6 separate regions of the Sus scrofa genome follow, and regions 1, 2, 3, 5 and 6 are each linked to region 4. The links are chromatin contacts, called in public promoter capture Hi-C and targeted proximity ligation maps. All regions are on one chromosome and are shown on one strand. The core of a region is the stretch at or near the end of the contact, and the rest is flanking DNA. Distances in the headings are between cores, read along the strand shown. Region 1 holds the start of DCAF8 (DDB1 and CUL4 associated factor 8). Region 2 holds the start of COPA (coatomer subunit alpha). Region 3 overlaps DCAF8 (DDB1 and CUL4 associated factor 8). Region 4 holds the start of IGSF8 (immunoglobulin superfamily member 8). Region 5 holds the start of PEX19 (peroxisomal biogenesis factor 19). Region 6 holds the start of TAGLN2 (transgelin-2).

Region 1 (4,977 bases), core at 873-3,372, 180 kb after region 4:
ATAATCTTATTACCATTCATAAAGAGCAATTTCTAATCACAACACTGTGTGGAATAAAACTCACCAGTGTCACACTCAACCTTTTCCTACTACAAACAATAAAGATATTAAGAATCAGCCAGGCCTACCTTCCAGAGCCACTCAGCTCTTCTGTCACATCCTATGAACCTCAACCATAGCACTATTCTCTGCTACCAGAAATCCAAGACCCTTACATAAATTACAACTATGTCCCAATTCCCTCTCTAGCAACGGCCCATGATGCTGACGTGCAGTATTCTGTTCAACAAGGATTCTTCAGATTAGATATAAAAGAGCACCACTCTTTTTTTTTTTTTTTTTAAAAACCCAAAATTTATCACTATGTCCTGAAAAGCTGGAATTCTGAGGTGGACTGAACTTAAGCACCACTCCCTAACTTTTAGTTAAAGGCAGCTAAACAGTCTCCTCTAAACAGAAAGAAATGACAACCCAAAGCCCTGAAAGGGAAAAAGACTTGATTGACAAAAGGCTAAGCAGAACTCCAGTAAACTAATGCCCAGCTTTTAATAGTGTAAGAAACATGATCTGCACAAAGGCAACACAAAGCAAACGAATGAAGAGGGAGACACATTCATTTCTATGCTTAACTGGAGTCATTTGAAGATATACAGCAATAGTTTAGGACTTCAAGTCAAGAGGCCCAGAGCCAATTAAACTTGTAAACGTAATTTAACCAGAGCTGGAACAAAGCCAAGAACAATACCCTAACTCCTTGGGAAATTGTGGTAGGAATTTTATAATTTTAGTGGTCAGCACTTGGGCACCAGGGTAGGGTCTGTCTTGGACTGAGGAATTTAAATGCCTTCAACTCCTACTCACCTTTCCTCCTTTATCACTGAAGTAGGGCCAGGCTGAGCTCCTGAGAAAATAGGCCTGTAGATTCACTGAAGGACTAAGAAAAGTTAAAGTTTAAATGGCAAGGGTGCCTCTTCAACTAAACATAATAAAAACATATTTATGAATACATGTTAGTACTTTTTTAGACCTCCTCAGGACTATTTAGAAGCACGGTAATTTATGACTACTGAACAAGTAACTTACGTAGTTACAGAAATTAAATGAACCAGGCAAGTAATCTCCCAGCTCCACTAAAACGTAAGTCATTTAAAAGGAAAACCTGAATCTTTTCAACGCCAACCCATAACCAAACCTCTCAACAAGCCACAGAGCAGGGGGAAATCCCGGAGAGAACGTGATAGCGCTAGTGCCGGTTTGTTTACAGAGACTCCAGCAACAATCATATGAGTCAGAAATTCAAGCCACTAGATGCTTTCCAACTAACAGGGACCAAATGGGACCGTTCTACGGTGCCCTGAAAGATTTAGGGGTGAAGGGAATTACATTACAAGGGTACAGGAACAGACGGCAACAACTGACTCCAGGGTTCTTGGACCTCGGCCTTCCGTACAAGGTGCTGGGCCCGAGAACTCGGGATGGGGGAGGGGGCACACAGCGCGGTGGCCCTGAGATGACGGGGAAGCGCAGGGCAAGCCGCGTCCCCCAATCTAAAGGGGAAAAGCGCACACAAATGGGTCACCCGACAAGGCAAGACGTCCCCGTGGATTGCGGGGCATGCTCCTGGGGGCAGCCGTGGGGCTGACCTGCGAAAAGGACAGCCACTCCTCCCGGCGGTGACTCGGGTCAGAAGGAGCAGACCTGAGCCCTGGGAGCTCGAGAAAGCAGTCAAACCTATCTTAAAGGGGAACGGGGCAAGGGGGAGGGGGCCAGGCCAAGCCGGAACGAGACACGGACCGGGTAGGTCAAAGGGGGGGGGTGTCCGGCTGGGGCAGTTACAAGCACGGGAGCCGGCGAGACTCTGCAGCCCGCTTCCCGTCTTGGGTCATCCTTCTGCCAGCGGCTGCTCCGACTGTTCCAGGCCCAGCCGCCCCGTCCACTGCCGCCACCAACGCCGCCGCCATCTTACACTGGCCAGCGGCCGCCACCACCACCGCCTCCGCTCTCTGCGCTTGCGCCTGCGCTGCCACGCTTTCCGGCCCCGTTTGCGACGATGTGCTGGAGAAGACTGAGGGAAAAGTGGTCGCGCGAGCTCTCGGCTCCCAACCCTCCACCGAGGACGCATAGGGGGCGGGCCTAAGCCCAACGGAAAACGGAGCGGGCGGCGCGTGCGCATTACTGAGAAGGCGAAGTTGTTTTTGTACTGTTTGGAAGACTTCACGATCCTCGTGATACTTAAATAGAGTTAAAGGCCTTTCAGAGTTGTGGTTTAAATCAACTTCATTTCTGACGGGTTTGCAGGCAAACTCCTGGGCGACCTTCATGTTTGCCCTGTTTCTGAACAAGCAGTTTTCTCCAGATTTCTTCTGAAAACTCCATTTCCTTTGAGGATCTTAAGTGCTTGCTTTACCCTCGAGACCCATTTACCGCCCCCCCCCGCCCCGCCCCGAGCTTCCATTTACCCATTTTTAAAGAAGGGATTTAGAAGCTTGAGGTGCAGCTAAGCTATTCAAGAAGCTCTTTGAAGGGGGGTAGTGTGTCGAAGGTTCCAAAGACTGGGACAGATGATGTACCCTCTGCTTGTCTGACATCTGAAGGAAGCATGCAGGAGGCCCCTGAAAAAGTTACTCCCAGTTGCCGGGCCAGGGGCGTTTTGCCCAGAAGGCTAGGGTGTGAGGCCCCTGGTAACCTCCTCTACCGCTAACCATCCTATTATGTCATTATATATTACTTAGACTATTGCAAGAGATGCCTAGCTGGTTTGTCCACTTCCATCATTGCCCTACTAGTTAAATAAAGGACCCAGAGTGACCTTTTAAAACGTAAGCCAGGTCATAGTATTATGCTCAAAACCTCCGAAAGCTTCTCATTGTACATTAAAAATCTAAATGATCAAGAGGTTTTCCGAGGAAGGCCCTACACGACATGGCACTTATTTCTCCGATTTCATTTCCTCCCATACTACCTAGCTCTGCTCTAGCCTTACTGGTCTTCTTCTTGTCACTACAACCAAAGCATGGACAGCCTGAGGGCTTTTGTACTTGTTCCCTCTTCTTGGAATGTTCATCTACGGTATTTTTTACTAGACTCATTCTGTCCATTTAATTACATCTCTACCCAAAGGCTACTTCCTCAATCAGCTTTTAACTATTCCAACTAAAATGGTATCCTGCACTACCATCCTTCTCTGTCCTCTAACTCTGTACTTTTTCATAATTTTTTTACCATAACATTTAATCTATTATTACATTTTTATGGGAGATTTTTTTTTTTTTGGACCATATCTGTGGCATATGGAGGTGCCCAAGCTGGGGTCGATTCAGAGCTTTAGCTGCCAACCATAGCCATAGCCACAGCAATGAGGGATCCAAGCTGTGTCTGCGACCTACACTACAGCTCACTGCAAGGCCAGATCTCTGACCCACTGAGCAAGGCCAGGGATCAAAGCCGAACCCTTATGGATACTAGTCAGATTTGTTTCCGTAGCACCACAGCAGGAACTCTGATAAGTATGTATTTGTAATCTAACTGTACTATTAGAATATAAGCTCTATAAGGGCAGGGACTATGTCTGTTTCATCTTTGTAACCCCAACACCCAAGAGGGCCAGAATACAAAGTAACTAATGCCCTACCATTCTTTCATTTATGCCACCAACAGTTACTGAATTCCTGCTACATGTAAGGCCTTCTTCTATGTACTGAGGCTGCAGCAGTGAATAAAATAAGCCAAGATTCCTGCTTTCATGGAACTTATTTATTGATGCAGGGGTTGGGAGTGTAAGGGGAAGAGGGACACACAGAACAGATTATAAGGAGCAAAGAAAAGGAAAATAAAGCAGGATAAAAGTGGGTTATTTGAGTAGGTATGCTCTTTTACATATGAGGTTCAGGAAAGGCCCCTCTGCTGAGGTAACATTCAAACAAAGATTTGAAGTGATACAGAAGGCACACACACTGGGGAAAGAATCTTCCAGGTAGAAGAAACAGCAATATAAAAAGACTTGAAGTTTGAGTGCATTTGGTGAATTCAAAGAATAACAAGGAAGCCAATGTGGCAAAAGAGCAGGTAGGGAGTTCCTGTTGTGGCTCAGTAGTTAACGAATCCAACTAGGAACCATGAGGTTTCGGGTTCGATCCCTGGCCTTGCTCAGTGGGTTAAGGATCTGGCGTTGCCGTGAGCTGTGGTGTAGGTCACAGATTCGGCTCAGATCCTGCATTGCTGTGGCTGTGGCATAGGCCAGCAGCTGTAGCTCCGATTAGACCCCTGGCCTGGGAACCTCCTTATGCCATGGGTGTGGCACTAAAAAGACAAAAAAAAAAAAAAAAAAAAAGAGCAGGTGGAAATTAGTTTGGAGAAACACAGTGGGAGTCAGATCCCTTACAGACCAATGAGAAGACTTTGGATTTTATTCTAAGAGTACTAGGAAGTTATAGAGGGTTTTGGGTGAGAGTGACATGGTGACATGATCTAATTTACAAATGAAGAGATTCATTCTGCTTGATTCTTTGAGAACTACCTGCAGGGAGGCAAAACAGAAGCTGAAAGACCAGTTAGGAATCTATTGCTCAGCCTGCAAGCAATAGGCCTGCAAGACTATTGCAGTGGAAGTGGTAGGAAGTGGTTGGATTCAGGATGTATTCTGAAGGTGGCAGAGGTGATTTGCTAATAGATTGAATATGGGATGTAAGATAAAGATTCAAGAGATCTCCTTTTTTTTTTTTTTTTTTTTTTTTTTTTTTTTAACTTGAGCAATAGGACAAATAGTAATGCCATTTGCTGAGATAGAGCCTGGGGGCTGAGGTGGGGGGTGGTCAGGAGGAGATTTTGGTGGAGGAAAAATGTCCAGTTCTACCTTAAACATGTTAAACTGGAGATGCCTATCAGATTTCCAAATGGAGCTAATGAGTAAACAACTGAAATACGAATCTGAAGTTCATAGGAAACAATATGTGGTGTAAATTGGGGAGGTATTAAGGT
Region 2 (4,971 bases), core at 1,706-4,205, 250 kb after region 4:
TTTTTAAGTTTTATTAGGACTTCAGCCTAGGTCTAATTTGGCACTGCTATTAAAACAATAACCAGTGTTCTCTTGTGGCACAGTGAGTTAAGGATCTGTGTTGTCACTGCAGGGGTTTGGGTTGCTACTGTGGCGGGCGTTCTACCCCTGGCCGGGGAACTTCCCTAGCCAAAACAAAACCCATTTGAGATCTCTGTATAACGCCCTATAGTATCAGGAGGTCTTTCCATTCTGACCAGTGGGAACACAAACTCTTTCAGCTCTATATGAGCACCAGGGATTGTTATGCCTTCTCCTCTCCAGTGGTTCTTTCCCAGGCTTTGGGTCATTTCCTCATACGCAAGTGCACATTAGTACTCAATGGCCTAACAGGATCCCCTGCAGAATTCCAGAGTTCTCTATGCAGCTTTCTCTTCTGTTGTGCAGCCCAACAAATTTTAGCTGTCTTGGTTTCCCTGAACTCTAACCTGTGTCTCCTCAGTGATACCACAGGGCTCTTCCCCCTTCCCTGTACTGTAGCCTGAAAACTCTCTCCAGGTAGTAAGCTAAAACAATCATGGGGTGCATCTTGTTTATTTCCTTTCTCTCAAGACTTACTCTCTTGCACTGTCTGTTGTCCAATGTCTGAAAAACCTTTGTTTCCCACATTTTGTTCAGTTGTGAAGGCATTTACGGTTGGAAGGTAAACTCAGTCTCTATTACTCATCATAAATGGAAATGGATGTCCACAGAAGTAACAACTGCTAACAGTTTGGCGTGTATCCTTTTAGGTTCTCAATGCAATCTATATCATTTTATGATAATGGAGATATTATAATAGTCTGCAAATTTCTTTTCTCACTTAACTACATATAATGGATCGCATTACATTTAAGTATATATAAATATACCCTTGTTCTTTTTAATAATTGCAAAGTACAATTATTTTTAAATTATTCTACCAATAGGAATTTAAGTTTTTTTTCCCCCTAACTTTTATCTACCAGAAAATAGGACCTAATGAAGATGTTTCCACACATAATCTAGCCTATATGCATTATTACTGACTTAGGCTAAAGACCAGAAACGAGATTGTTCAGAAATAGGGTATGTGCACTTCACATTTTGATAAACACTATTTGATTGCAAAAAGACTGCATCCATGAGAATGCAAGTTCAATCTCTGGCTTTACTCAGTTGGTTAAGGATCTGACACTGCTGTGAGCTGTGGTGTAGGTCACAGATGTGGCTTGGATCCCGCATTGCTGTGGCTGTGGTGTAGGCTGGCAGCTACAGCTCCAATTTGACCCCAAGCCTGGGAACCTCCATATGCCACAGGTGTGGCCCTAAAAAAGACAAAAAGAAAGAAAGAAAGAAAAAATGGCCTCCAGTTTTTGAGCTACCAAGTCTGCACTAGTCACTTTTCTCTCTTTCTTTTTTTTTTAATAGTTATTTCCCCAATACAATTTTTTTTTCTGCTGTACAGCATGGTGACCCAGTTACACATACATGTACACATTCTAATTTCTCACATTATCATGCTCCCACTTTTCATATACTTTCTTACTTTAATTCTCTCTATAAAAGAATGTTACTTATTCACATATTATAGACGAGAGAATAGATCTAGAAATGTTAAGTTGCTCGAAGTCATACAGTTTGTTAGCAAATGTTTCAAGTAAGCTCATCTGACTCCAAACAGCAAATTCCTAACTACTTTACTATGCTGCATCTTACTAAATATTCAATACACATATCTTCTTCACAAATTTCTGCCTTTCTCATCCTAACATTCTAAGACACTACTAATGCAATTTCAGTCGTTTGCCCTCCACCTCCACCCACAGGCTTTAGTTGTCATATTCTAGAAACAAAAATAAAGCTGCCCAGTTAAATGTGAATTTCAGATAAACCACGAACAATACTAAAAAGTTATTCGCTTTCTATCTACAATTCAAATCCAAATAGGCATCCTTTATTTTATCTGGTAACCTTTTCAAATTCAGACTTAAGAATATCCTGTTTCCAGATAGGAAAGAGAACCCAATGGAGGCAAGGATGTTGATATGGTGTGGTGCAGTCAAGACCTTAAGAGAGGAGGCCAGTGCACTTTCTGCGAAAAAACTAAACTTGCACATGAATAGCAGAGGTCGAGACTCAATCTCCAGAGCCACTCCCTACAGCACAGTCATCAAAAAGTCAACAGGTCACAGGGCCTTGGGAGCCGAATAAAAGTCGCAGCAGAGACCTTGGAGAGAGGAAGGAAAAGAAATAGGGAGCGGGCGTAAGGGACCTCTTACAGCGCGCTATCGGAAAATCAAATCCCGAGGGCACGCCACAAGAGAGAGGGTTGCAGGTGAACCACCCGCCAGGCCTAACCTCCCTCGGTACCATCTTCCTCAGGGTTCGAACGGTGGGCCCAATTCTATCCTCCCTTTTGTCCCCGGTGACAGCGCCTCCCCTGACACCCAGTCTCCGTGCTCTCCCTTTTATTCTCCACTACCTTTGACTCGCGCGCTCTTGGTCTCGAATTTGGTTAGCATCCCTCCGGTCTCTGGCTCCGAGCTGTTAATCCGAGCCCTGACACTCCCTGCCGCCTTACGGCTGCCTCCACGTCAGCGTCCCTCTGCCGCGACTCCCGGAAGCTCCTCAGACACGAACTTCCGGTCCCAGGAGCTTCGGGCTACAGAGACGGCGCCAGTGTTTGCCTAGAGAGGCCACTCCCGGACAAGAGGGGAACTGAGGCTTCCGCTCAACCAAGAGGCAAGATGGCCACAGCTGGGGGCGGCTCTGTGGCCGGCCCGGGAAGTCGGAGTTTCCTTCGCCTTCTGCCTTTCTGCGTTCTTCTTGCAGGTGAGGCCTCCCCCGCTCGTGAGCTCCATTCTGTAGGAGAATCCTCCGATCTGCCCAACAGCGAGCGCCGCCGTCCACCTTCTGGTCCCCGCAGCCCCTCTGTCCCCCCACCCTGTAAATCCCCTTTCTCTTTCGTTCCCACGACAAAAGTTCCCCCTTTGCCTGGACCTGAAGGTCCCTTCTTCCCCGTGGCGCTTCGTGTCGACCCATTTCCTCCTCCAGGCCTCTTCCTGGACTTCCAGCCCGACTCTTTCCCACTTTGTTCGGATGCTTCCTTTCCCCACGGCCCCAGCCACCTTACGCACAATCAGAAAGGACAAGTGTCCGAGTTCAGCTTTCTCCCCAGCGCCTTTAGACTTTTAAGATAAAAGCGCCAGGTTCTGTGTGTGCATTGCGGCGCTTGGGAAGGTAGTTATCTTGTTTCTTTCTTGATTCCACCATAAAACCCCCGTCCCGGTGCTTTGCCTCAGTTTGTCCCATCAGTAAAGTGAGACTAAGGTAAGATATTGGTACTCTCAACTGTTTAGTTTGTAAGATAAGGACTCAAGAAACTTTAGGCTTTTATACTGTGCACAGGTGTTTGCTTCCACGCATTTATTTTCTGGTATGTGGTTTTCTGATTGGTTAAACTCTAAAATACAAACATGCCTGTTTATAACCATGATGATGCTTTCCCCGAAATTGAGATTGTTTGTAAAGATCCCCAGAGGAGAAACTAGCTGTCCCACGTCGTGGGCACACATAAATGACCTACTGATGTTTGATTAACTTACAGGGTGTGTGGCATAAGCTTTCTCCTAGTTCTGTTCAGACTCTTGGAAAAATGTCTGAGGTTTTTTTATGTTTATTTATTTTTGTTAAATTAAAAAAAAATTTCTTTTTAGGGCTACAGGTGTGGCATATGGAAGTTCCCAGGCTAGAGGTCGAATCAGAGCTGCAGCTGCTGGACTATGCCACAGCTCATGGCAACACTGGAACCTTAACCCACTGAGCAGGGCCAGGGATGGAACCTGTGTCCTCATGAATACTAGTTGGGTTCGTTTCTGCTGAGCCACAACAGAAACTCTTCAGAAAAGTTTTTTAAATTGTAATCTATATTCTAAGACTGGCATCCTTTTAACTAATTAGTAATATGCAATACAGAATCGAAAAGCAGAAGTGGGGGTCATCCATGCAACCAGAGGCAGATATATCTGAGGTCTTTCCTTTGACAAGTCAAGTTTTCCATCTTTTAGCTTCAATGTCAGTTGCTTTATGTGGAATATGTAATAACCTTCGGTGATACATAGCTGGGTGCATTTATTTGTTCCAGTAATGTTCCCAAGAGGTGAAAAAAATAGATATTGGTCCCATTTTACAAAGTATAATATACCCAAGCCATACAACAAATTTATGACATGGTAGAGGCTAGTACCAATGTCTCTTAAGTTTTTTCTAACACTTTTTATCTTCTGATCAGGCTTGTGCAAAGGAAACTCAGTGGAGAGGAAGATCTACATCCCTTTAAATAAAACAGCTCCCTGTGTCCGTCTGCTCAATGCCACTCATCAGATTGGCTGCCAGTGTGAGTTGAGGTTGGGATTTGTGTTCCTGGCTGTTGATATTTCAATCTGTGTCCTAGATATAATGATCCAAGTCTGGCTTGGGAGTCTCAGTAGACAAATTAGGCTGTGTGGGTATTAGGTGATAGAGAACCATTTGTCAAACCAGGTGAGATAATTAATAAGAGCTAACATTTGGTAAATGCTACATATTAAGCTCCGTACATGTATATCTCATTTAACCATCATAGCAACCCCATGAAATAGTTCTTTTAATTTCCACCATTTTACAACTAATAAAACTGATACTTAGGGCAGTTGAGTAACTTTTCCAAGATCATCCTACTATTAAGTGATAAAGTTAGGATATGAGCCCTGGTGGTCTGAGGTTCTAAGCCAGGACTCATAACCACCCAGTAGATTATTTACAGAGCTATGCTCTTTTCTAAGGAGAAAAAAGCCTCATATTCTATGAAGTCCAGTCATCAGCTGCACTCTGATCTTTTTGGAACCAAGATGGGTTTCTTTAAGGCAGTGAACTCTTTGAAAAGAAGGCATTGAGAAAGCCAAATGGTTTCAAGAGGAAATATTAAAGTAT
Region 3 (4,612 bases), core at 1,686-4,185, 130 kb after region 4:
CCCCATTCCTTACCCAAAACCAGTTAACAAAATAGGCTCCCCCCTCCCAAAAAAAAAAGAAGGCTTTGGGGAGAGGCCATTTCTGCTGAGTCCTGCGCACCTCTCCATGGAACCCCATTGCAGGGCTCAACTCCCACTCTTAGATACCCCTGCAGGTTCGCTCTCCTCTGGCTTGTCCTCCTGGGATGTCTTTTTTTTTTTTTTTCTCCTTTTTTTTTTTTTTTTTTTTTTTTAAATCTAAAGCAAAAATGTCCAAAGTGCGTTTCTGCTGAATGTAAGGGCCTGGGACAGGAAAGGGCTGCCCAGGCAGGATCAGGTTGGCAGCCCTGGCCTGCCCCTCCTGGGTACGAGGCCTCAGGATGGCATACACTGCACCCGGTCGGGGCCCTCCTCCTCGTCCGATGTGTCTGAGGAGCTGGGAGACTCATCCGAATCTGCGTCTGTGGCCCCAACCCCAGGTTCTCGCCAGCGCTGTAGGATGGGAAAAGCTTATTAGTAATTACCCTGGAACAAGGACAAGCCTGTCAGGTCTTAGCTAAGATTCAGATACTCTAAGCCAGGGGTCAGCAGAATTTTTCTTTTTATTTTTTTGTCTTTTTAGGGCTGCACCTGTGGCGTATGGCAATTCCCAGGCTAGGGGTCTTATCAGAGTGTAGCTGCCTACTTATGCCACAGCCACAGCAACGCGGGATCTGAGCCACGTCTCCCTGACCCACTGAATGAGGCCAGGGATCGAACCTACCACCTCATGGTTCCTAGTCGGGTTCGTTAACCACTGAGCCACAACAGGAACTCCCAGAATTTTTCTTAAAGAGTCAGACAGTACATATTTTACACTCATGGGCCACATCTCTGTCACAGCCATTCAACTCTACTATTGTGGCATGAAAGCAGCCACAGACAATACATAAATGAATGGGTGAGGCTATATTACAATAAAACTTCATTTACAAAAAACGAGCACATGCCAAATCTGCCATAGTTTGCTAACCCCTGCGTTAGGACTCTTCTGGCTCAAGGAGTTTCTCCTCAACTCCTTCCCCACCCTCATGCCATTGCTTTTATGAAGACAGCATTGTGCATGCATGGTGATGGAAAACACAAAGAAGACAACACCAATTTCTGCTAGTGGCTCTTCTAAGACTACATCAAGGCTTTGATGGGGATGGGGGATAATGGATAGGAAATCCAACCAATTTCACCTGATTTCGTCTAGAGCAGTGAGGAAGTGTGCACTGTGGAACATTACCCTCTTGAGAGGGTCAACTGCCTTTGGGAGCTCACTTCCCACTTCAGCTTACCCGGTGATGGCGTCTCTGTCTCAGGTGATGCATGAGGAACCAGAGCATGTGGCTATCAAATAAGTCAGTGTGGTGTAAGCTATCTTCATCCCGTTCCCGCTTGTTCTTCTTAATCACCTGAAATCGAAAGGGGGAGAGTGGATAATGAATAGGAACACTGGACCTGATCAGAAAAGGCTGGTGTTCTAGCCCAATAAAATCTTCCCTTAGGGAGTTCCCACTGTAGCACAGCAGAAACGAATCCGACTAGGAACCATGAGGTTGAGGGTTTGATTCTTGGCTTCGCTCAGTGGGTTACGGATCTGGTGTTGCCGTGAGCTGTGGTGTAGGTCGCAGACATGGCTCAGATCTGGTGTTGCTGTGGCTGTGGCCTAGGCCGGTCAATGTAGCTCTGATTAGACCCCTAGCCTGGGTCCATATGCCAGGGGTGTGGCCTTAAAAAAAAAAGACCAAAAAAAAAAAAAAATCTTCCCTTAGGAACTATTAACAGAGTGTAGCATAACTAGATCATATTAGAAAAGGATGCCCCACTTTCATCCATGGAAAAAATGTCTCCTGTCCCCATCCTACCATCATCTAGAAGCACTGGGGCTGTTCCTAGAGAGGCAATGACAGGAACGTGGGGGAAGGGGAGGGGTTAGAGAAGTGCCTTTGAAGGACTGTACAGCAGGTTATTCCTTCCTCTGACAATGAAAATTCCTAACTGTACAAATAAGCAGAAAGAAGAAATCTATATAGCCAGCCACTTACATCCTTTAACCCTGTAAGCTCAGTGGAAGTTTCGGCTGTGGGTGCCCAGATCTTGACATCATGGTCTAGGCCACTGGTTGCCAGCACAGGCAGGTGAGGATGGGGCTCAAGACAATTTACCTGGTCAGGAGGAAAGGAAAACACAGGCTCAGGAGTATGTGGAATAGCGTTTAATAAACACTACTCACCTCGAACCAAACAACAAACCCTGATGAAATCAGGTGCAGGGAAAGCAGGCCCATTCATCATGACCCGAGGGCAAAGGGCCCTCAGGGTAGAGAAACAATGGGCACAGACGGAGTATAAGAGCAGGCCTATCTCTCATTTCCTACATTTAGGTAGGGCAGTCTCATCCCCAGACCCAGCCCTAGGGGTGGGCGGGTGACTGGCCAAGCATACTGCTGGCTTCAGAAGAAGGCCAATGAGGTCCGTATGACCTCATTCTCTCCAGATTCCACAGTTCCAACTTGCCCAAGGCTGGAAAAAACACCTCAGTGGCTTTCACCAAGTGGCAAATAAATTTTTAAAAATGAAAAAAGCAGCAGCTGCTGCTGAGCCCCTAGAGAAGACTCAGAGAACAATTACATTCACTTGGCACTGTTTACTAGAACTGGAAAGAGGCGCAGACTGGGAAGAGGCTGATCCTGGGGAGTGGTGGGATAGTGGAGACACATCTGCTTGAGAACCCTGCACCTCCCAGGGGCCAGCACCCTGCTCTCTGCCATGAAAGCACAACAGCCTCGACCATAGGACAGCACAGTACAGCAGGGCGGCTTCCTAGGGCACCCATCACTTCAAGCTAAGCCACCCTCCAAGCAGGAGGAATGAACTTCAGCAGCCGAGTGGAAGGCTTTCTGGCTTGGGCAACTTCCTTCTATCCAAAGGCACCTATGCCCCCTACTGTCTGACTTGGAAACATCAGCCTTCCTGGCAGGGCAGGACGGGGCAGGGCCGCTCTCATCCCCACAGGAAGAGCTGGTCCCAGATGTAGCTGCTAAAGCATTTGGGGGCTTTTAGTCAGATGAAGAATAGATAGGAAAAGCACCCAGAAGGAAGAAGGTGTGGTCTTAGCCATTCTTCACCTCACCCTGTCCCATCTTGCAGCTGCCCTACAGTCGGACAAAACAACCCTTGGCAAACGGCCTCTTTTAGCTCTCTCTGGACCAACCTTCTCTGCCTTGCCCACACATGCAGAGAGCAGCTGATAGGAAGCCAAGGTCGACATGGAAAATACAACTGACCTACAGTCTTCTGATCTTCGTCTTCCATTTTACAAATAAGCAAATTCTCAAAAAACACCAAAGCTAAGTCTGAGTAAAGTAGAAACCACATTTTCCCTTGTTCTTCTTTCATTACACATATCAGCTCACTGCAAAGTCTACATTTGGGCTCTTTTAGGCAAAGAGGTGGAAGAGGTTCCAGCATCTGGAGCATGAGGAGGCACTAGACAGAAAAACTCCACTGCCAGGAAATACTACGAAAAGATATGTGACAACTTACACGTACAAACCTGAATTCATTCCTCCATCTTCAGATAAGCCCTTGCTACCCTTCTACTCTGACCCAGCTGTGCTTGACATGTCAGTAAAATAGAGTATTCATGAGGACACTGGTTCCATCCCTGGCCTTGCTCAGTAGGTTAAAGATCTGGCCTTGCCATGGGAGCTACGGTGTTGGTCACAGACATGGCTTGGATCTGGCATTGCTGTGGCTGTGGCGTAGGCCAGTAGCTACAGCTCCAATTCTCCAAGCCTGGGAATTTCCATATGCCTCGGGTACGGTCCTAAGAAGACCAAAAAAAAAAAAAAAAAAAAAAAGAGCGAGAGAGAGAGAGAGAGAGAGAGAGAGAGAGAGAGAGAGAGAGAGAGAGAGAGAGAGAGAGAGAGAGCAAGAGCGAGAGCGAGAGCGAGAGCGAATAAATTACACGCAGTTAGAGCCTGCAGGGGGAACCAACGGAGTGCTTCTGGACCAGAGTACCTTGTCACTTCACCTGACCTGTCTGAATGCCAGGGTTTATACTGTCAACAATGTCTGAGCAGAGAAAAGAGCTCTGGTCTCAAAGACTGGGCTGGGGGAACGCAAGGGATGGATAAAGGAGCAAACTGCTTTTGGGAGACTAAGGATTGTCCTTTGACATTATCCCGTACTCCTGTACCTGAATTGAAACAAAGAAAGGACTAGAGTTTGACCCAAAAACAGTATCAAGAGACCTGGCCAAGGTAGACAATAATTTCAAAGGTCCCTTCTAGTTCTACTTTGATACAGAAATGCTAATGAGTCTGCATTAAGGCTGGTTGCCTGGTGACCCCACTGCTGGAAGGTAGCACAAAAAAGCAAAAGAAGCCAGGTAAGGACCACATGGATCATTCAGCTCACAGAGAGGCAAGAACAAGCCAGGAACCTTGCTGCAGGGTGAAATCTCTATACCTCTTGTTCTAGGACCTCAGTCTTAAAACCACTAAAACTCAGGACTGGGGCCCCACCCATCCCAAGCAGATACCCTCCCCACCTGAGCACCTGGATCAATTACCAAACCCTGGCACTGGCTGAGCTGAAAGGAG
Region 4 (4,890 bases), core at 428-2,927:
GGGCCCCTCTGTGTCAGCAGAAGAGGGAAAGAAGAACAGGGTCTTGCTTTGGAGTCAGATGGATGGGGGTCAAATCTGAGCCTCAACATTCATCACATGGGTTGTCTGGGGAAAGTTACTTCATTTTCCTCATCTTCAAAATGAAAGTAAGCGCCCCTGTGTGCAGTGGGTATTCAGCAGGCTCTTCTGTCTCCGCATCACACTTCCCCTGGGCTCCTCTCTGCTCCACGCTGCCCACTGGGGAAAACGGGCTGAGTGCTAGGCAACCAGGCTGTGCAGCTCCTTCCTCTGTACCTCCTCCTGCCTCCCCCAAGGAGACGACTCATTCTAGTCCCATAGGACCCAGGGACCTATGTCGTACAGGGAGGCTGCTCGGCACTGTGATAGAGCTCTGATCTAGAAACAAGTGGCTGGGGCTACGTCAGCCTCTGCGGTAACTATGGCAGCTCCGAATCCTGGCACCAAAGCCACCCCCCCAACCCCGTGCTCTTATTTCAAGGGTCTCAGTTTCCTGAACATCTGTACAAGCAGTCTCACGGTACTCCTCCCCAGACTGCCCCTACAGGGAGCCTCCTCCAGTTCAGGCCCAAAACATTTCCACCGGCACTGCCTGCATGCATCTGTGCAGCAATGGCCCAGGACACCCCACCGAGAACACGCACAACAGCCACAAGGGCGCTTGGAGATCTCAGCATCAGTCTCCACAGAGCCTGTTTTCTCCAGAGGCAGAGAAGCTGGGACTAAGAGGGTGTGACAACCAGTGGGAGGCTACAGACCCAAGGGACATCTAGGAGAGGAAAAGAGGGGCAAAGGGAGACCTGGTCCAGGATAGAGATGGAACTGCCCTCAACTTTTGATGAAGTTGAGGTGGGGGATGCAATTAGGGGAGACTTCCTTCAAAGAGCGTGGGCAGAACCCGCCCCTGGGCCTCCAGCCAACTCAGGCAATTACGGAGATGGGCAGGCACTGCCTACGCAGGCGAGCTTCAGGCTGGGCCTGGAGCTGAGTGTGAGGCGGTGGAGTCGCAGCATTTGGGCGCAGCGACCCCAAGACCTGAGCATGCCAGCTAAGAAGTGGGACCTGCTCCTCTGAGGCCAGGAGGTCCCTGGGGGTGGCACCTCTTTGGGTTCTCACTGTGCCCCAGCCCAGGGCCTAGAACTGGGGGAGCCTTCAATCCCCGCCTGCCACCCCACTCGCCGCCCGCCCCAAGACTGGCTCGGCCGGCGGCCTCACAGGGCAGCTAAGCGCCAGGCCCGGCGAGGCTGATGGAGAGGCGGGTGCGAGGGGCTCCGAAGTGCTGGGGAGTCGGGCAGGATTGGACACCAGGTAGCAGGCACCTGCCGGGCGGGGCTGGGAGCCGGGCTTACCCAGCATTAGCAGCAGCAGCGGCGGCGGCGGCGGCTTGGGACCGAGGGCGCCCATCCTGCGCAACGAGCTCTGGGGAGGCTCTGGGGGGCGGCTCGGGTTCTGGGTGGCCGGGGGCTCAGGGGGCGCATGCCCGGGTGAGGGGCACCAAGCGGAGCAGCGAGGCGTGGGTGCGCGGAGCTGAGCGGAGCGGAGCGGGAGCAGCCTAGGCCCCTCCTTTTTCCCTCCTCCCCCTGCCCTTCCTCCTCCTACTGCTGTGCCTCCAGCCTCTGCAACTGGAAAGACCATTCCCGCCCGGCCTTACCCAGGCTCCGCCCCGACCTCGGCTCCCGCCCCCGCCTAGCCCCGCCCGGGTCCCCAATCCCGCCCCGACCCCTCCAGACCCTGGCCCCGCTCAGATCCCTGGGTGTGTCTGGACCCTAGTCCTGGACCTCCGCCCGGACTCCGCCCGCCCCCGTTCAGGCTCCGCCCCGCTATCCAGCTCCTCCCTGACCCCGATCCAGGCCCGCCCCCCTGGGTCCTGGCTCCGCCCCGACCCCAGCCCACGGAAGCCGGCTGCACCTGGGTTTAGCCACATCCACGTCAGCTTGGCAGGTTGTACTCGTACCCTGCACTTTTCGGCTTTTCCCTGAGGATTTGGGTGCAGGGGCCCCTGGGGTCAATGAGGTGACTGCGGCTGCACACTTAGAATCAAGCTCTTTTCCCGGAGCCTCTACGCCTCGCGGCCAACCCTGCCGAAATGGGGAAGGGCGGGACCTTGGAGTTATGGAACTAGGAGGATCTGGGCTCAAGGACGCTCCATGGCTTCGCAAGGTCACTGGAGACCTGTTTGCCACCCCCTCGGGGCAGAACCAGAGGAAGTGAGTTAGAAGGGTTGGCCGGCTGGGTTCCGTCACTTCCTGGTTGGCGATCCTAGTCAAGTTGCTCAACCTCCTCCAGCCTGTTTTCATGTTGGCAAATTGAAGTGGATGACGTCCACCCCAAAGGATTTTTGTGACGTTAATTGAGATAATGTACCAAGGTGCTTGGCACAGGATAACACTAAATAGGAGATGGGGGGGGTTGAATTATTTAAACTGTTGCTGTGAGGTTTAGTTCAGACCGAAAGAGAGGGTGAGCTTGGGGTTTAAGCGAAGGAGCCCCTAGGTCCAGTGAAGAGAAATGGACAGCACTCTGCACTGGGAGGAGTGGGGCCTGCCCCAGAGGTGGGAGGTTGGAAAAGACTTCTTTCCTGGGAACTCTGTCTCTTCCTCAACTATAAAAAAGTGGGGGAGTTCCTGTTGTGGTGCAGTGGAAACGAATCCGACTAGGAGCCATGAGGCTGTGGGTTCGATCCCTGGCCTCTCTCAGTGGGTTGAGGATCTGGCATTGCCATGAGCTGTGGTGTAGGTCGAAGATGCGGCTTGGATCTGATGTTGCTGTGGCTGTGGTATAGGCCAGCAGCTGTAGCTCGGATTGGACCCCTAGCCTGGGAACCTCCATATGCTGTGGGTGCAACCCTAAAAAGCTAAAAAAAAAAGGGATGTGGGGAGGATCTGGAAGGGTGGGGTCAGAAAGGGGAAAGGGACAGCCAGGATGTCCAAGTGGCCATCCACAGGGACTAACCCCAGAGCTTTCATCCTCAAACTTCCATCTGTCCCCACTCATCCCCCAACCCTTTCACTCACTCCGATTTACAGAAGAGGAAACAGGCCCCGAGAGAGGAAGTGGCCCAAGGCAGACCAGATCTTCCTTGACTTTCTCTTCCCTGATCCTGGCACAGTGCCCGATGAGATGAGGTGCTCAGTTGAAGCCATATTCAAGAATCCTGGAGAGGAGTTCCCATTATGGCTTGGTGGTTAACAAATCCGACTATGAACCATGAGGTTGTGGGTTCGATCCCTGGCCCTGCTCAGTGGGTTAAGGATCCGGCATTGCCATAAGCTGTGGTGTAGGTTGCAGACGTGGCTCCGATCCCGCGTTGCTGTGGCTCTGGCGTGGGCTTGGCAGCTACAGCTCCAGTTAGACCCCTAGCCTGGGAACCTCCATATGCCGCTGATGCAGCCCTAGAAAAGGCAAAAAAACAAAAAAAAAAAAAAAGAATCCTGGAGAGACCAGAGAAATTCTGAATCAAAATGCTGTCAACCCTTGAGGGAATCAGAGGTCCCCCCTCCCCTCTCAATACTTCTAGGAATGGCCTAGGAACAGGACTCCAGGGTCTCTTTTTCCCCCTATTTTGGCATACCTGCAGCCTGATTTCTCCAGATTCATTTCTTTTAAGCTCATCCACAGGCCAGATTGAGCTGTGTGAAAGCCGAAAAGTGTAGGGAAGCGTTTGGAGGAAAGTCACTCTCCCTTTATTTAGGGGTGGAGTGGACATAATGCCTTCGTGATGCTTGAGAGATGAGAGATGTTGCCCATCTTCATCATCATCATAGATGCCACTTATGGGACATGCTGATCTTAAAAATAAAATAACAAGCTCTTGGAGTTCCCATCGTGGCTCAGTGGTTAACGAATCCAACTAGGAACCATGAGATTGTGGGTTCGATCGCTGGCCCTGCTCAGTGGGTTAAGGATCTGGCGTTGATGTGAGCTGTGGTGTAGGTTGCAGATGTGGCTCGGATCCCGCGTTGCTGTGAATCCCGTGGCTGCAGCTCTGATTGGACCCCTAGCCTGGGAACCTCCATATGCCGCGGGAGTGGCCCTAGAAATGGCAAAAAGACAAAAAATAAAATAAATAAATAAAATAAAATAACAAGCTCTTAAGCTAGCCAAAATGAGTTTGTTCAGGAACAGCAGATAAATTGCAATTTGAGAGGAACAGACTGTAGTGAACCATAGGCAAGAGAGAAAAGACCAAGGGAAGGTCAGCTTTTGTTGGATTAGGAGGAACCTGGGGAGGGCTGTGGCAGTTTTCTTTTTCGTTGACTTCAAGGGATGAGCAACTTGTTGCTCAGAAGGAACTTTTCTTTCTTCCTGCTGGGATCTGTAAGCTGTGGTGAGTGACATATGCATGAGAGTCCTCCCTTCATGGGTTCCTGACTCCGTTTTGACATAGTTTTCCTTTTGTTCATTTTCACATTTCCCTCTTTTAATCATAACCTTTCCTTGAAAGTGTCACTGATCAAGAATCAGGTTACCCAATTTCAGGGAGTTCCCATCTTGGCTCAGCGGTTAACGAATCCGACTAGAAACCATGAGGTTGCAGGTTCGATCCCTGGCCTTGCTCAGTGTGTTAAGGATCCGGCGAGGTGAGCTGTGTTGTAGGTTGCAGACGTGGCTCGGATCCCCTGGGAACCTCCATATGCCGTGGGAGCGGCCCAAGAAAAGGCAAAAAAAAGACAAAAAAAAAAAAAAAAGAGTCAGATTACCCAGTTTCAGCAGAATTATCTTTTGTCCCTTGGTGAACCTCTCCTGGATGTCATATCCCACATCAGAGGGATAGTGCCTGACAAAACCATCAGAGGACATATCTGAGTAATAAGGGAAGTAGAAAAAAGGAACTCTCAGGCCTTTTCCCTCTTAAGATCCTTTCAAAATGTC
Region 5 (4,573 bases), core at 450-2,949, 200 kb after region 4:
CCCTCCCCATCCCTTAAGCGAGTGGAATTTATACTTTGGCAGTGTCTCCTGGAGATCTCTTCTCAGGCCCCGAAGCATCAGGGGCCGTGGTGGTAGGAGGGGGTGCTGGGGAGGGTTTGGTCTTATCGAAATCATCAAGAGCACCTTCAGAGACAAGAAACATGGGGTGTTTTGGGGATGGATGAGGATGAAAGGTTGGGAGTTTCTGGGCAAAACATTAAGAGTACAAACTGTCAACTTTCCTAAAATTTTCTCCTTTAAAAGTCTCCCAGCCCACCCCTCAATAAGCCTCCCACTTCCCTACCTATTGTCTAATTTAATGTGATAAAGGGGAAGACATCCCTCAAGGTGGAACAAGCATCTCTCTTGGAGTTAGGAGAAGAGTTAAAAGATTTGCAGAGACACCTCCACCGACACAGTGCCTTCTCTGCCATACTTTAATGATTCCCTAGAAATCCCATGCAAATATCCAAGGGAGGCAGAGACCAGATGTCCTTAACCCTCTGAACTCACTCTGGAGCCCTCAAGGGAGTAATCTTGGGCAAGAGAGCAGAAGCCACAAGATGTTTCACCTAGCTTCGCATAGGTCCTTGTACAAGCTGAGAGACTCCATATTACACACCATTGGAGGGCACTGAATTCTCTTCTTTTATCTTTCAATTTAGCTCTCCCTCTCCAAAGCTCCTAGAGCTCCCTTTGGCCTCATCTCTGCCTACACCCGTGTCTGCCAATTCACACAGTCGCCTGGCACTTCTCACCGTTTCTGTTCGTCTTTCCACCTGCTCACATCTCTGTGACTCAGCAAGAGACAAAAAATATTCACCTCTTCCCTGAAAAGCCTGTGTCCTCACCATCACCCTGCTTGCCAGGCCTAGGGGTAGGGCACTGGCCCCACTCTGGGCAAGAAACCAAAAGAGGAGTGGTGGATGGGGCTAAGGAAGAAAAGTTCCGCCACCCACTTTCGAGAGGGTGAACTGCCTTCCCCTGAGGCAGTCTCACTCTGGTTCTCAAATTAAAGAGATAGGAATGGGTTTGAGCTCTGAAATGATGAAAAAATTGGAAAGGAGCCTGGTGCGAAAAAGGTCTGGGAAAAGGAAAAGACGTGTCTTTTGTGTTAAGGAGGACAGGATACTGCACATAAAGGCACGCTTCGGGCTTGCTAAGAGTTAATGGAGGCAATCCCATGGGTGTCCAGTTCTCTGCCCACCGAGCACCGAATGTGGTTGCTGGCGGGAAGAAAGTTAGGCTTCCAAGAACTTACTAAAGTAGGGGGAGTTTGGAGCGGGATCCCGAAACATCGTCCTCTGGACTAGTTTCCCTTCCGGCAAGGAGATCAACCGTCTAGGCCGCACAGGGACGCAAATGCGATCCTCAGCCTCCGCCAAGGAGGAAGGAGAGGGTGACCTAGAGATTTTCTAGGGGGTCGCAGTCAGACCCTCCGCCCCCGCCCAACCTCTGAAGAGCCTCTCCCGCTCCGCCTCCTTTATCTCGGATTCACTTGGCCCCCTGAATGCGTCCTCACACCTCCCGCCCTTCAGGCCTTTTCTATTACGGGTTCTTACTTTCCAGAAGCTCTTCCAATTCCCGGTCCGCTTCAGCCCCAACACCACCACCCTCCCCAGCGGCGGCCATCTTGCCACCTCCGACTTGCCGTAGGAGGCGGGACTGCGCGGCGCCGTGCGCCCCCCAGTTCCTGCCCCCCTGCCTCGTGCAACCAATGATATTGTTGGCCCGAGGGGCCGCCATTTTTAAAGGTACAGGAACCTTTGTTTTTGTTTGGGGTTCCCCTCTCCCCGCCTCTTTCTCCGGGAACACTGAACCAACAGAGGGGAATTTACTGTTATCTTCTGTCAGGGTTTTTACTGGCCCGGCCTCCTTTCTTTCAACTGCCCACATTACCTACAGAATTGGGCCTTTCATTATTTTTTTGAGCTGCGGGTAGGTCGACTGGGACAAATTGCGTGCAAACTAAAAGCTATGCATGTATAATCAGTAAGACAGTTATGGCACAGCCAATATGCTATTTTCCTCTCACTTTCTTCAGTATGTTACTGAAATGCCACCTTCTCGGAAATGCCTTCTTTGGCCTCATTAAATAAAATTGCAACCCCTCCCATACACTTACAGATGCTTCCTCTCTACTTCGCCTCTTTTTTTCAACACTTAACCACTATCTGACATATTACATATTTTACTGATTTATCTTTATTGTCTCTCCCCCAGGCTCCTTGGAATTAAAGCACCATGACAGAAAGGATTTCATCTCTTGTCTTCACTGCTGTAACCCCGGCTCCTTGGCTAGGGCCCAAAACTTAGTGGGCACTCATTGGCTGCTCTTTGCTCTCCAAGGCTCTAGTGAGGCATGCTTCTCTGCAGAATCTAGTGGATAGCTCTCATTTTGTATTCTCCATTAGAAATGTCACAAGAACTTAGAACCCAATGTTAGTTGAACCAGGGAGTAAGTGACTCTCGGACCTTGGACTTAAGTGAAGAGGGCAACTGGAATGCAGTAGTAATAAACCTGCCTTCTTTGACCTATTGTCTTTTCTCTTCACAGGACTCAACCCAATGAAGTTGGGGGATGCTCAGATAAAAGACAACTCCAGACTTCCCTTCCCTCCTCTGGAATTGTTCTATTCAGATTTGTCAGAATGCATCAACTGCCTCAGGAAAACCTATTTTAGCACTTACAAGGCATCTACTCTTGTTTAAGATCCTGTGCTAGGAGTTCCCTGGTGGTCTAGTGGTTAAAGATTTGGTGTTGTCACTGCTGTGACTCCGGTTCAATCCCTGGCCTGGGAATTTATGCATGCTGCGGGTGTAGCAAAAATATTTTTTTTTTTGTCTTTTTGTCTTTTCTAGGGCTGCACCCGCAGCATATGGAGGTTCCCAGGCTAGGGGTCTAATCAGAGCTGTAGCCGCCAGCCTACGCCAGAGCCACAGCAACGTGGGTGGGATCCGAGCCACATCTGTGACCTACACCACGGCTCATGGCAACGCCGGATCCTTGACCCACTGAGTGAGGCCAGGAATTGAACCCTCAACCTCATGGTTCCTAATTGGATTCGTTAATCACTGAGCCACGACGGGGAACTCCAAAAAAAATAAAAAACATTTTAAAAAATCCTGCGCTGGGCATAGTGGAGGATGGAGAGATAAGTCAAGCTGCACTCTTGCAGTAAAGCAGTTGACTGGGGATTAGGCTGGTGGTAGGATTAGACATACACAGTAAGTATGGTGCAAGGTTAAGTGTCTTAAAAGAAGTAAGGATAAAGTACCATAAAGTTTAAAAGGGAGAAGTCACATCTAATTGAAAAAAGTCACTTCATGACTTTCATCCTTAGCTTTCTAAACACACGCTTGAGTACTGCATCAAGCACCAGATTAGGTACTTACTTTTTCCTTGACATATAGAGCAGACTTTAAAAGTCACACCTGTGCAAAATTTACTGTATTCTTCCACGTGCCAGTCTGTGACTTGAGGGAAAACACTCTGAACTAGAAGTCAGAAAACCTAAATTCCAGTCCCAACTATCACTAAATTGCTTCGTTCAAATCCCTTCACCACTCTAAGCCTCTTATTACAAATATGTAACATTAAAGTTGCGACTCTAAGATCACTTCCAATTCTAAAATTCTATAATTGAATCCTTCTCTGATTAACCTTTCTCAACATTGGTAACATTTATTCCAGGCTAACTTTCTCATTCAACTCCATACTGCTTACATGTGTATCTCTAATATGGCTATCATTATTGCAGGTACACGTGACAAGTATTTCTATTGGCTTTACATTAATATAGTGTGATATATTAATAAAATAGTAGACAGTAATTGAGAAAATTGAGATGGAGTTGAAAATAAGCACAATTCTTTGTGCCCTTTCTGTCTCCCTCCTTTTCTTCCTTCCTTTCTTGTGCCACACTCAAAGCATATGTAATGTCCCTGGGCCAGGGATTGAATCTGAGCCGCTGCTGCAACCTAAGCCACAGCTGTGACAACACTGAATCCTTAACCCGCTGTGCCACAGTGGGAATTCCTTGCACTATTTCTTAAACTTACTTTGCTGTTGACACGCCTAACACCTCATCTCAGTATTTACTCACCTCCTGCCTTTCATGTATAGTGAACACTGTTGCAAAGCAGTATTTTACAGGAGTTCTCTTGTGGCACAGCGGGTTGACCCACGCCACTGCTGTGGCACAGGTTCGATCCCAGGCCAGGGAAATTCCACGTGCCACAGTATTTTACAGCATTTTCTTTATATTACTCTCCCAATTAAGAACTTAATGTCTCTCCACTGTTTGAATAGCTAACTGCAAATTCTTGCCTGTTTTTCACAATTATTTCACATTTATCCTTTTTGTTTCCCCAATTACATAAACTTCATGGGGATGGTCCACTTTTTTCATATCCCTTAGTTCAGAATGTTTATATTTGTATGCAAAATTAATTTTATAATTCAATTTTTAAGCTTACAAAAAATTTTGCCAAAATTTATAATCAACTTGCCTATGGTTAAATTTAAAAAAGAATGTCTAGGAGTTCCCACTGTGGCTTAGCAGGTTAAGGA
Region 6 (4,763 bases), core at 531-3,030, 170 kb before region 4:
TTCGAGTTTGGGAGTAGCGAGGGAGACTTAAGGAAATAGTTCAGGAGAAGATGAAATGCCCTGGGAACAAGTGAGCCCCATACCTGAAAATCCTGGAGGGAGAGGGGATGGGGGGTGAGGGGAGGTGGGGGGAGAAAAGGAAGCCAGTCCCCAGTAGGCAAAAGAGGGATTGACTGGGGCAGTGGAGTGAGGGTGGGGGTGGGGATGGGGGGAGAAGTGCAACTGGACAAAGACCCTTTGGATTCTGGGCAGGTAGGGCCCTGCTGCTGGCCCCACCCTACCTTGGCCTCCTCTGCAGTTTTAAGTCTTCTCTGTGGACCAGGAAGGAGAACTCGGGAGTGAAGCTGGAAACGGGGAACCGGCCCTCTGTCTGGTGCTCTGGAGTCAGAAAACTAGGAGAGCCTCCTGCACCGGATCTCCACACCAGTCCATCCTCACTTCTGCTCACTGATAGCACGTTTCCCCCTGAATCTCACGGGTACCGGCTCCTGGAGACTCCAGGAGGCCTGCAGAGCCGGGGTGAAGGGGTGGAGGCCAGGCGGCAGTCCATTTCCGGTCCTGCTGGTCCGGCCCCCACAGCCGCCCCCCTCGCCACACCCTGGGCCGTTACTGGGATGAGTCACCCACCGCCCGCCGCTGGGGTGACGCAGTGGTCTGGGCAGCCCGCCCGCCCGCGGCCACCACCGACTTTCCCAGCAGTAGGGGGCAAGGAGTGGGGGCATCGGCTCCCGTAGGGGCTGGAGGCGCGGGAAAGCCGCCACCCTCCCCCAACACCACCGCCTACAGGCAGGGCACCCCGGGGCGCGGTCAGAGCTGCAGCCTCCCAGATGTCTGAGATCAGGGGACTCTCCTCAAGGCGACTGGGGCTTTAACTCCCGGCGCCAACCCTGGAAGGGGAGGCCACTGCGGGACCCGCGCACGGAGCCCCCTTGCTCCAAACCGCGCCTCGGAGTCCCTAGAAAAAAGATCTGCAGGAGAATAAAGAGAAAGGACTGGGACGCAGAGGGCAAGCAGCACCCACACGTGTTCCTGGAATCAGGAAGTGAAGGGTCGCGCGGGAAGCCCCGGCGGCGCGGAGCGGGCCAGGGTGGGCGCTGGGACCCTGTACGCCCCGTCCCTCGGGGCCAGTCCCTGACGCCCTCCTTTCCTCACCCTAGCACGGATCTGGAGCTGAAGTCCGCGGGAGGGACGCAGTCCCCACGTCCCTGATCCAGACAGACGCCCCGTCTATGCACCCGCAACACCGCCTGACCTCATGGCTCAACAATGCGGGGTCAGAGTCTGAGGACAGACCTGACAGCCCGGGGCGGGGCAGAGCAGTCATCGGACCCCTGCCTGCGAGCCCTTGGTCCCCAAGCTCACAGGAGCAGGTCGCAAGCTCGGGCTTCCTGCAGCCTAGAGACCGCGCACATCCCCCCTCCCCCGCCCCGACGGACCCCCTCCCTCCAGCTCACCTTTCACTCAGGCAGGAGAATTGCGCACTTAAGACTGGGGCTGCCGCGCGAATGGAGCGCCTGGGCTGGGCCGGGGGTTTTCAGCAGGCTCCCGCCTCGGACGGGGCGGACCAAAGGCGGGGCAAGGCCGAGAGGGTTTAAAGGCGCCGCACTGCAGAAGCGGAGGGCAGTGCTTAAGAGATGGGGCTGGAGACCAGAACCTGGGTTAAAGGATCTCAAGACAGTAGCCTCCGCCCTGGAGAACTTCTACACCTACCCTAGAACCCGTAAACTTGTGCCCCAGTGGGAAACTTTCTGCCTAGGTTAGCGCAAGAAGGGCGTTTTTTACGTGCGAAGAAGCCTCTTGGTTTAAAAAGGATGTTTAGGTAAACAGAGGCACAGGAAGACACTCCCCACCCACCCCCCCACAATTGACTAGGGTGTGACATGCAGGCCAGGACAGCTCCCGGACTTGGTCTTGCTCCCCACCTTCTTCAAGCCTGGGCAGAGACTAACAGTGAAGTCATTCCTTTCTCAGGGCCTAAGGGGTGTGACCAGTGTTGGGACCCAGGGTTCAGACTTGACTTTTTCCCCTTCATCTCCTCCTCCATGACCTGGCATCTCTTTTTTTTTTAATTTTATTTTATTTTATTTTTTTTATTTTCCCACTGTACAGCAAGGCCTGGCATCTCTTAAATCCTGGAGGGATCAGAAGAAGAGCCCTCAGGGAGTTCCCGTTGTGGCTCAGGGGCAACAAACCTAGTATCCATGAGCTGTGGTGTAGGCTGGCAGCTGCAGCTCTGATTGGACCCCTAGCCTAAGAACTTCCATATGAAATAGGTGCAGCCCTTAAAAAGAGAGAGAGGAGGAGGAGGCTGGCAGTTCCTCCATCTCTGATGGTGGAGGAGAACATCATTTGTGGTGGATGGAGTCCCTGCTTGCAGCTATCAGTGTAGTTTTATTTATTTTTTGGTTTTTTTTTTAAATTTTTTTGTCTTTTCAGGGTCGCATTTGCGGCATATAGAAGTTCCCAGGCTAAGGGTCCAATCAGAGCTGCAACTGCCAGCCTATACCATAGCCACAATAATGTGGGATCAGAGCCGTGTCTGCAAACTGCACCACAGCTCACAGCAACTACAGATCCTTAGCTCACTGAGCAAGGCCAGGGATCGAACCTGTGTCCTCATGGATACTAGTTGGGTTCGTAACCTCTGAGCCATGAACTCCATCAGTGGAGTTTTCATAGCTGTTAGACGATCCCATATATGCTGGTTTTTAAGGACATCAACAACCAATGCCCTCCTACTTCTCCATTCTCTCTTCCCCATACTCCCTTCCTGAATATTCCAGTGCACACTGACACCCTGGGAGGCCAAGTCTTTTCACTCCTCCATGCCTTCACATAGGCTGTTCCTCCTTCCCTTGACTGTCTTCTCACCTGCCCTACCCCTCATGGACTTTGTGACCTCGGGGCAAATCACTAAAGCTCTACACCCCAGCTCCCTGGTCTATAAAAATAGAGCTAATGGTACTACTTACCTTAGAGTGGTAGAGAATTAAATGATACATGTGAAGAGCTTAGAGCAGTGCCCGGCACACAGTGAGTGCTCAGCTGACAGCTATTATCATTGCTCCCACTTTCTGTGAGGATGCCTGCAGAGGCCCACCCCAGAGGTAGCATTTGTCCCAGCACAAGCTGTAAGCATTCACTGTTGGCTGACTCCTTCCTTCTTGCTACCCTAGTAACCAACACATAGCTTTGTCAGAGGACTTGTCATATCATCCTGTGACTATTTTTTTTTTTTTTTTTGCCTTTTTGTCTTTTTAGGGCCGCACCTGCGGCATATGGAGGTTCCCTGGCTAGGAATCTAATCGGAGCTGTAGCCACTGGCCTATGCCAGAGCCACAGCAATGCCAGTTCTGAGCTGCATCTGCAACTTACATGACAACTCACGACAAGGCCGGATCCTTAACCCACTGAGCAAGGCAAGGGATCGAACCCGCAACCTCATGGTTCCTAGTCAGATTCGTTTCTGCTGTGCCATGACGGGAACTTCCTGTGACTATTTCTTTGCTTGCCTGCTTCATCCACTAGAAAGAACTCCCCTGAGGGCAAAGACATGACTTTTGTACTTTCTACTTCAGTATCTAGCTCAAAGCTGGTCTTCAGATTCAGAAGCTGACCTCTTTAGGCATTCAATAAATGCTTTTTTTTTTTTTTTTTTTTTTTGGCTGCGCCTTCAGCATACAGAAGTTCCGAGGCCAGGGATTGAATCCAGGCCACACAGTGACCCACAGCCATGACAATGCATGATTCTTACCACTAGGCCACCAGGGAACTCCAATAAATGCTTTTTGAATGGATGTTGAATGTATCTGTCCTTTTTAAGGGCTCAGGGATTTTCCTACTTCTCTCTCAAATTCAAAACCAGATGATACACAGAAACATTTTTCAGACTTTATTCACCTGTAAAAAGTCCTCACCCACACCACAAACAACACACACACACACACACACACACACACAGACCTAAGATCCCTGTTTCAGTCCCCCAGGCTCCAGGGGCTCAGCACATACACCCCACACCAAGCCTATGGTCAGGATGTGTGCCTGGGCACCACAGGGGCAGGGGCAGTGTCCCAGGCTGGAGCTAGGTCTTGCTGGGGGCCTCCTCTGCAGGGTCTGTGTGCCTTCACCCTGCCTCACGTTGGGGCATTCACAGCAGAGTGGCCTGTTCAGGGTGGGAGATTGGCTGGCGATAGGCTGGTAGCCGGGACCTGGCAGCATCTCGGCGGCGGCGGAAGGCCAGGAATTCCTCCCGAAGAGCAGCACAGCGGGCCTCAGGGCCAGGCCCATGGGTGGTGTTTAGGAGGCAGCCCTCCTCTGAAGTCTTTGCACCTGCAAGAGGGCAGAACAATGAAAGGAGAAAGTCTTCAGCTTCCCTGGGTGAATTCTTGAGGTTCACCGGGATCATGAAGCTCTCCAGGGCCTGCCAGTGCAGAGGAGCGAGCCTGGGGCACAGGGCCTAGCTGGGAACAGACTGGGTTCTAAGGCTACGGGCATGGGACAGCGAGGCCGGGAGTGCCCACCTTCCTGGAGAGCTCCCACACCTAGGTCTGGCTCAGCTTCAAGTCTGGATCGAGGGCCAGCCAAGCCCAGGTGCAGAGTCTCCAGCAGTTCCATGTCCCCTGGGAATTCTGAGTCCCATTCATAGTTCTCATCCACAGATGTGTTCCTCCTGCCAAAAGGGGGAAATGGGTGGTGTGGGTAGAGAAAGAGAGGGGAGCCAGAAAAGCCTGAACCCGTGGACCCCAAGTTGAAGCTGGACC

Evidence for each region. Promoter capture Hi-C pulls out the DNA fragments that hold promoters and counts their contacts.
Region 1: a contact with region 4 is called in a targeted proximity ligation map of alveolar macrophages. A contact is called at or near these places in 2 of 5 promoter capture datasets (fetal liver and liver), 11 of 47 Hi-C or Micro-C datasets (embryonic fibroblasts, fetal heart ventricle, heart right ventricle and 5 more) and 2 of 2 datasets of targeted methods (alveolar macrophages and skeletal muscle).
Region 2: a contact with region 4 is called in a targeted proximity ligation map of alveolar macrophages. A contact is called at or near these places in 1 of 5 promoter capture datasets (liver) and 2 of 2 datasets of targeted methods (alveolar macrophages and skeletal muscle).
Region 3: a contact with region 4 is called in a targeted proximity ligation map of skeletal muscle. A contact is called at or near these places in 4 of 5 promoter capture datasets (fetal liver, fetal skeletal muscle, liver and 1 more), 17 of 47 Hi-C or Micro-C datasets (alveolar macrophages, brain, embryonic fibroblasts and 11 more) and 2 of 2 datasets of targeted methods (alveolar macrophages and skeletal muscle).
Region 5: a promoter capture Hi-C map of liver shows a contact between it and region 4, with 5 times the contacts expected there. A contact is called at or near these places in 1 of 5 promoter capture datasets (liver), 11 of 47 Hi-C or Micro-C datasets (embryonic fibroblasts, fetal liver, heart right ventricle and 6 more) and 2 of 2 datasets of targeted methods (alveolar macrophages and skeletal muscle).
Region 6: a contact with region 4 is called in a promoter capture Hi-C map of liver, with 4 times the contacts expected there. A contact is called at or near these places in 1 of 5 promoter capture datasets (liver), 4 of 47 Hi-C or Micro-C datasets (heart right ventricle and liver) and 1 of 2 datasets of targeted methods (alveolar macrophages).

The regions. Positions count from the first base shown.
Region 1 is chr4:90,212,063-90,217,039 of Sscrofa11.1, reverse strand. DCAF8 (DDB1 and CUL4 associated factor 8) reads right to left here and starts at 2,122. Exons shown (of 13, transcript NM_001244434.1): 1 at 1,967-2,122. PEX19 (peroxisomal biogenesis factor 19) reads right to left here. Exons shown (of 8, transcript XM_021089574.1): 8 at 3,732-4,977.
Region 2 is chr4:90,140,613-90,145,583 of Sscrofa11.1, reverse strand. It overlaps COPA (coatomer subunit alpha), which reads right to left and starts at 2,955. Exons shown (of 33, transcript XM_001928707.6): 1 at 2,483-2,955. The coding sequence starts at 2,522. It overlaps NCSTN (nicastrin), which reads left to right and starts at 2,650. Exons shown (of 17, transcript XM_001928786.4): 1 at 2,650-2,832; 2 at 4,292-4,396. The coding sequence starts at 2,748.
Region 3 is chr4:90,257,149-90,261,760 of Sscrofa11.1, reverse strand. DCAF8 (DDB1 and CUL4 associated factor 8) reads right to left here. Exons shown (of 13, transcript NM_001244434.1): 11 at 2,052-2,171; 12 at 1,302-1,418; 13 at 212-471. The coding sequence ends at 355. Among named protein-coding and RNA genes, the nearest start is that of PEA15, 17 kb to the left of the region's middle.
Region 4 is chr4:90,390,401-90,395,290 of Sscrofa11.1, reverse strand. IGSF8 (immunoglobulin superfamily member 8) reads right to left here and starts at 1,677. Exons shown (of 7, transcript XM_003481424.4): 1 at 1,368-1,677. The coding sequence starts at 1,653.
Region 5 is chr4:90,194,164-90,198,736 of Sscrofa11.1, reverse strand. It overlaps PEX19 (peroxisomal biogenesis factor 19), which reads right to left and starts at 1,699. Exons shown (of 8, transcript XM_021089574.1): 1 at 1,563-1,699; 2 at 35-144. The coding sequence starts at 1,632.
Region 6 is chr4:90,563,289-90,568,051 of Sscrofa11.1, reverse strand. It overlaps TAGLN2 (transgelin-2), which reads right to left and starts at 1,780. Exons shown (of 5, transcript XM_003125672.5): 1 at 1,455-1,780. IGSF9 (protein turtle homolog A) reads right to left here. Exons shown (of 21, transcript XM_021089579.1): 20 at 4,524-4,672; 21 at 3,878-4,332. The coding sequence ends at 4,151.